Regions from separate parts of the Sus scrofa genome. Here region 1 is linked to region 2. The links are chromatin contacts, called in public HiChIP or PLAC-seq maps. All regions are on one chromosome and are shown on one strand. The core of a region is the stretch at or near the end of the contact, and the rest is flanking DNA. Distances in the headings are between cores, read along the strand shown.

The links. HiChIP or PLAC-seq counts read pairs in DNA pulled down with a chosen protein or histone mark.
Region 1: an H3K27ac HiChIP or PLAC-seq map of skeletal muscle shows a contact between it and region 2. The contact joins two enhancer-like sites. A contact is called at or near these places in 1 of 47 Hi-C or Micro-C datasets (heart right ventricle) and 1 of 2 datasets of contacts at active chromatin or transcription factors (skeletal muscle).

Annotation. Positions count from the first base shown.
Region 1 is chr8:109,097,522-109,100,897 of Sscrofa11.1, forward strand. The region is part of intron 4 of CAMK2D (calcium/calmodulin dependent protein kinase II delta); the gene reads left to right. Among named protein-coding and RNA genes, the nearest start is that of CAMK2D, 180 kb to the left of the region's middle. Within about 2 kb of position 1,495, at least 6 of the 83 cell types and tissues checked have an H3K27ac peak or open chromatin away from gene starts, as enhancers often do. A contact at or near this core is called in skeletal muscle, where this site is marked.
Region 2 is chr8:108,930,954-108,934,156 of Sscrofa11.1, forward strand. All of the region lies in intron 2 of CAMK2D (calcium/calmodulin dependent protein kinase II delta), which reads left to right. Among named protein-coding and RNA genes, the nearest start is that of CAMK2D, 17 kb to the left of the region's middle. Within about 2 kb of position 1,563, at least 7 of the 83 cell types and tissues checked have an H3K27ac peak or open chromatin away from gene starts, as enhancers often do. A contact at or near this core is called in skeletal muscle, where this site is marked.

The DNA of each region.
Region 1 (3,376 bases), core at 245-2,744, 170 kb after region 2:
AGAGGAGGCCTGCGAGCAAAGAGCCTGTCATCATCAGGGGTGAAGAGGGAGGCCCAGGAACCTCCCCTGCCCACATCCAGCAGTTGACACAGCCGTGGTGCTTTGAATCCATCTGAACTCAGTTCATGATGCCCTTTTTTAGCCCTCTTTTTGGCAGTCACCCTGTGAAGCCCTGGACTCCCAGGTTACTCCTCATCTGCCATGTTCTATGCCCCATAAGGTTTTATACAGCCTTACTGTACTGTGATGCTGAGTGTGTGAGATCCCAGAAGTCACTTTGCCCCGAGCTATGAAAGACTGCTGCAATTCTCGACCCAGTATAGATAAGGAACTCATTTTTTTTTTTTTATTGAAAATGGAGGGAGAGCTTGCTGGAAATACCTGAAATACCCACCTATGCTCGTGCATTCCACTGGATCACGTAATGCAAACGCAAGAATCAGATTTCTCCCTGGCTCAGCTTAATGATTAATTTTTATTGAGGAGTAGTTTGGCTTTTTCCAATCTGTGAAGGCACATGCACATATACCATCAGAGTATTGGTGGCCCTGACTCAAGCATTTCAGGCATCTTAGTCCATCTACACTGTACACTGAGCCACTGGGAGGTTCCTTCACGACGCGAATCAAATGCATGCTCAGGTGAGGTGAATCTGTGTGTAGGAATCTGAATGCTGTAGCCCATGGGGAAAAAAAATTGAACTGGTAGCTGATTATTTAACTATATCTTTGTGAGTACATTTTACTTGTACCCATGTCTTGTATAAAGTTAGCTGTAGCAAATAAACTAGAAATTTCATTTCCTCCCAGATTGTCCCATTTCAGATCCATAACTACTTTAAGGCGATTAGCAATTGAATTTTCCCACTGGCAGCATTAACTAGAGACCCATAGTTCTGAGAAAGCTATCCTGAGGAGTACTGCAGCCTCAACTTTTAGAGGAAGTTGAGTTTCATAACGTACGCTTTTACTCATTTTTACCAATTGAGTCCGGGTAGCAACTCACGAAGTTGCTACAGTGCATTTTTCTGAGTAGCATTTAGGTAGGACCTCTAACTTGATTCCTAGGAAACAGTTGTTTTTTCTTTTAATTTCTTCCTAGTAGGTTCTCTTATCACAGAGAATGATATCAATAGATGTTAGAATTTTTGTAAGTTAACTTATGTGTACCTACATGAAATATTTAAAAAAATCAATATGCGAGGCTCTCATTCAAATTCTTAATCAATGTGCGTGACTTTGTGCCCCATGCAGACTGTATGTTAAACAATACAGATTGGAATCCCCAGCCCTGGGAAATTGTCTAAAACTGGTGTTAGATCTGAACAAACTGGGTGGAGACTCAGGGAGACACTCAAGATAAAATTTAGCATGGCAGCAATTTAAAATTAGAAGCCCTTGATGAAAGATGAGACCTGTTTTAGGCCACTTGGTGAGCGCCCCACCTTTTAAAGGCAGGATTTGACTCTGCAAAAGGGCTGAGCAGTCACTGGAGGACACTCTGTCTCTGCCCCAGTAGGGAATGCCTGACTTCCTATTTGGTGTGTGATGATGTTAAATAAAGCTGTGACCTTTGATTATCTCCCAAGCTTTTCTACCTCTTCGCTGGCAGAGTGCCATGGGATAGTGTACATTTGTCAGCAAGCCATGGTCTAAATTCAGACATTGTCTAAACTTATAACAATAAGTATCTGCTACATATACTGCAGAGACCCTTTACCTGAGAGGCATTCTGTCAGTCCCTAGAGCCTGGGGACCTCTTACATTTTGTGTTTCATGAAGTCCTAGCTTAAGGTTGTTCCTTCTGTATTTGTTTAAATAACAGCCTGAAGTGAGCAATGAGTAGAAAAAGCCTTTGTTTTTGTTTCACATATGATGTAATCACTCAAGTCCCAGTTTCAGTATATAGAATTTGTTATGTTATTCCTTAAAGACAAATTTGGGGAGGAGGAGCCAAAAACTTCTAAGAAATAGCTGTTTATTGGCTTATTTCTTTAAAGTGAAGAAGGATTCTTGGGAGTTCCCTGGTGGTCTAGTGGTTAGGACTTGGCACTCTTACTGCTGTGGCTAGGGTTCAGTGCCTGGTCTGGGAACTGAGATCCCACATCAAGCTACTGCACACTGTGGCCAAACTAAATAAATAAATTTAAAAAGTGAAGAAGGCGTCTTAAAAATAATGTTGATAAATTTTAAACAGAAGTAAATGATGGAAACCTGTCTGTCTTAATCACATGTGATTGCTATAGACTGTATGTGTTTGTCAAAACTTGCAGAACCATAGTCCAAAAGGGTGAATTTTAGTCTGTGTAAATTATAACTTGGTAAACGCAGGACAAAGAGATAACTATACTAAATGATTTAAATGCTTTATGTGTTTTATGGTTTATACACCAATTTCCTTCCTACCATCATCACACTCTTGAAGAACAAATCCTACACACAACCCAGCATGAGCCACCATGCACGTCACTAAATCTGTCCTCCTGGGCATAGCTTACTGGATTCGGTGGAGACACCTAAGTGGAGCTGGGTCAACCTGGGCTTGGAATCAAGACAGAGACTGAAACTACAGATTCTTAGAGATTTGGGGCTGGAGTCAAAATATGTTTGAAAGCCATTGGGCCACGGAGAGTGCCCTATAATAGGGGGTTACAAAAACCAAGAGTTATGCAAAAGAAGCCAGTATTGAGGAGGAGGACTGAGCAAACATGTGGAGAAGCAGTGAGCAAGAGCTCTTATCTTCATGGGAAGAAAGATGAGCGTAGTCCCCAGATTCATCCAATTTCTCAGAAGCTTGCCTAGACTTCGAATGGGTTTCTTCCCCCCACCCCATAAATCTATTTTTACTTAATATAGCCACTGTGAGTTCTGTTTTTTATATAAGGAACAGGAAAATTATCCAATTACACCTGATGTTCTTCATCCAAAAGTAGAGGCAAATACCAATTTTTGATAGCATCACCTCTTTTATTCCTAAAATACCTGGCTGTAGTAGTGGAAAAGAGGAATCTTACAGAAATCTGGGCTGTTTCTGTCAGTTGTGTTCTCATCTGGAAATTTCAGACGTTTTGAAAAATCGGGTACCTTCTAAGTAAGAATTTGACACTTTATTTGGCCTTTTTTTTTTCTGGAAAGTTATTTGGATATAGACGGTAAAATAGAGTTATAGTGATTGACTCTAGCTTCTTTTTCTAATAAAATTATCCTCTTTGTGAGGAAGCTGTTTTGCCTCTACTTTCACAGTTTTTGTTGTTGTTGTTGTTGTTGTTTTCTGACAATATTAAAACAAAACAAACAACCAAAAAAAACCTTTTTTTTTTTTCCTAGAGATTGGAGTATAGCTTTAATAATTATAGCCAGTTGGAGTTAGGAGCTTA
Region 2 (3,203 bases), core at 313-2,812:
CATCTGTGACCTACACCACAGCTCATGGCAAAGCCAGATCCTTAACCCACTGAGCAAGGCCGTGATCTGACCCCCCACCTCATGGTTCCTAGTCGGATTCGTTTCTGCTGCGCCACAACGGGAACTCCGAGAATTCCTTTTTGGTTTATAAACAAGAGAGACTAGATAGTTTCTGCAGTTGTTGCATTGCTTTAATGACTTGTTTTTAAAAAAAAAATGTTTGTAGGTTTTGGTTCAAAACCAAACATAATAAGTAAGATGTCTAAAAATGATATTGACCTTATTCACTGCCTGAATTCCCAGTGTCTAGAATAGTGCCTGGCACCCTTCTGAGATGTTTCTCAAATAAGTGAATGAAAAAATGACTCCTGAACTACATATTATGATAAGTGAATATATATCTAGGGACTCAAAACTGTTAGCAATAATATTTGTATATGTGTACTCTTTTAAGTAACAGATTGTACAATGTAATATATTATTTAGTTGGAAAATAGTCATTTATTCCTTTCACTTAAACAATGGAAAAATCTCTCATTCACCTAGAAGACAACTTCAGTTTAAGCATTGAACCTGCCTTGCTAGGCTTAACCATGCAGTGTTTTCCCCCTATTTTTAAAGGGAACTTAGCATCTGTAGAACATTTTAATTTGTAAGATCTCCCCAGTTTCATTAATATCAAGAACTATATAACTTGTGGTTTAAAGAGAGGCAGAATTGTTTTACTCAATATGTGCATATATATATATATAAAACATAGTAGATTGTTGGGTTTTTTTATTTTGCTTTTTGTTTTGATTTTTTTGTATTGGGGTAGGAGGTTTTGTATTGGGGTAGAGGAAAAAGCCTTCTGTTGACTTAAAAATCAGTGACTCAAGTTTGGTATAGTCGTTAGAAAGTAGGAGGAAATCCTAACTCCAGATTGCAAGCAGAATTTCAGGGTCAAAGTCTGCTCCTGTTATCTCAGTATAGAGCTCCAGATTTCAGGCCAGTTTTCATTCTAGTAGAATTGGAGAAAAATAAAAAAGTGTCGAAGAACTATTTGTCTCTTATGAATAGGGCTGAAGTCTACTTTTGGTAATATTTATGTGCTTTGGAAGTTATTTTTGGGAAAAAAAAATTGACTTACCTGCTGCTTTCTATGTATTTTCTGATTAAGAAAAGGGAAAATTTAATTGTTAAGAAAGAAAAAAAATGTGTATATGGACAGAGAACCAATTATCATATTACTTATACTTCTGTATTCTCTATTTAGTACTAAGAATCATAATATCTATAATCTGCCAGTGACATAGTTAAGAGAAGTCCCAAGGCATGATCAGGGACAGCTTATAGGATCACTAAGATAGGTAATCTTTTAAAGTAATAATGATTTTTAAAAAATGAAATTAGTATTTGTTGACCTTTTACAAATTTTAAGAAACACTTTTAGGTAGGAGACTATGTTTTAGAGTCATCTGAACCAAATCCAAATTTACGGATACAAGTATTAGAAATACACAGTGAGCACACACAGGTCGGTTTTAAAAATAGCACTGAGCTTTGAGAGAATAATTTCTCCGTCCTGCATGGAAATGTTTCATTAGGCCTTCTGTAGCAAGCTTTTCGGGAAAAAGGTGGAGGGAAGTGAGAAATGAGTCTTTTGAAAAATTCTCGTAGCTGACACTAATGGTTATTAGGCATCTTTCATTCAAGGATCTAAGACATTCCCTGAGTCCCACTTTACTTGTGGGGTGTGGGCAGGGAACACTCCGGGATTCTTGTGCCCAGTGTGCGGAGATTCAGGCCTGTGCTCCCAAGTGGCATGTGGCAGCTGTTTCATAGTGCACATCACATTCCCTCCCAGGCCAGGGAGTGGAAGAGCCAGCATCACCCAGCTGAAATAGCAGAGGGATTTTAGAGAGAAGGAGTGAATTACCTGGACTGGAATTGGGCTAGATCTCTGGGTCAGTAACCCTCTTCCTATAAAAATGCTCTATCCTGCTTTATCCTGGAGAAGTAAAGTCTACCTCTCTTTCCATTTGTATGGTTATGTACTTTTGGGGAGCGTAACATTTAATAATGAGAAAGACAATAACCTATATCTACTATTGATAATGAAAGAAAGCAAGGTTAGTATTTTCTCTAAAAGATGTCAGAAGAGAACCATTTGCAGTATGCCTGCCAAAAGCAAGCTGTGGGGGCGTGAAGGTAATAAAATATGCTCAGATCCCACATAAAACTTAGATCCTGATTTAGAGATGAGGAGACATACATGAATGATTATAGAGGAGATAAAGATGAGTAGCAGAAGAATGTAGTATGATAATTCATTGTACCTAAGTAGAGATATTTAGTTGAGAAGTAACATTGAGAAAGTACAACTTAAGATGAATGGAAGGAAAGACGAAGGACACATGGGTGCAGAAAGCCATTAGTGTTTGGGTAAAATGTAGAGAATCTATGGGAAATCCGGGGAAATTTTATAAAGGTCTTTGATTGCGAAGTTGAGAATATTGTCCTAAATACAGTGGGGACTCATTAAAGAAGCCATTTAAGACTTTACTTGGCCACAGTGAATTAGTAGAATGGATTGGCATAGAGTGTGAGTACTGAAATTCTGAAACCTGAAGATAGTATAGAATAAGGATTACTGGAGTTTCAAGGTTGAATCATGGGGAAAATTGTAATTTTCATATAAGAAATTGAGAAGTCAAAATCATGAACTGATTTTGATGAAGATGATGAATCAGTGAGGAATTAAGGTGTAAGTTCTATATTCAGGTTGAAATATCCAAAACACCATTGAAAATTGAGTGTGGTTCTTGAGACAGACTTGGAAAGCACTGCAATGTACTGTGCAGGTTAAGTGCATCTGCTCTGAAATTGCTGAGGTTCAACTACCCCTTCCTAGTCCTTGTGACCTTGGGTAAACTTCCTAACCTCTCCAAGCCTTGGGCTTTTATCTATAAAGCTGCAGTAATCAATTTAGCTGCTCTTCATGACCTGCCTGCACAGTAAAAGCTGTACTAGTGGAGATCACAAAGGAGGGAAGATAGAGAGGAAAAAGAGGACCTAGGACAGGGATGTGGAGGAGTACCTGTATTTTAATGGATGAAAGGATGAAAGTTTAAGAAGTGAAAGGATATAAAGGATCATGTGGTGCTTTGAACTCTGAGGGAGAGAAATTTTGCAAAGGAAGGGGTGGCTAGTAATGTTTGATA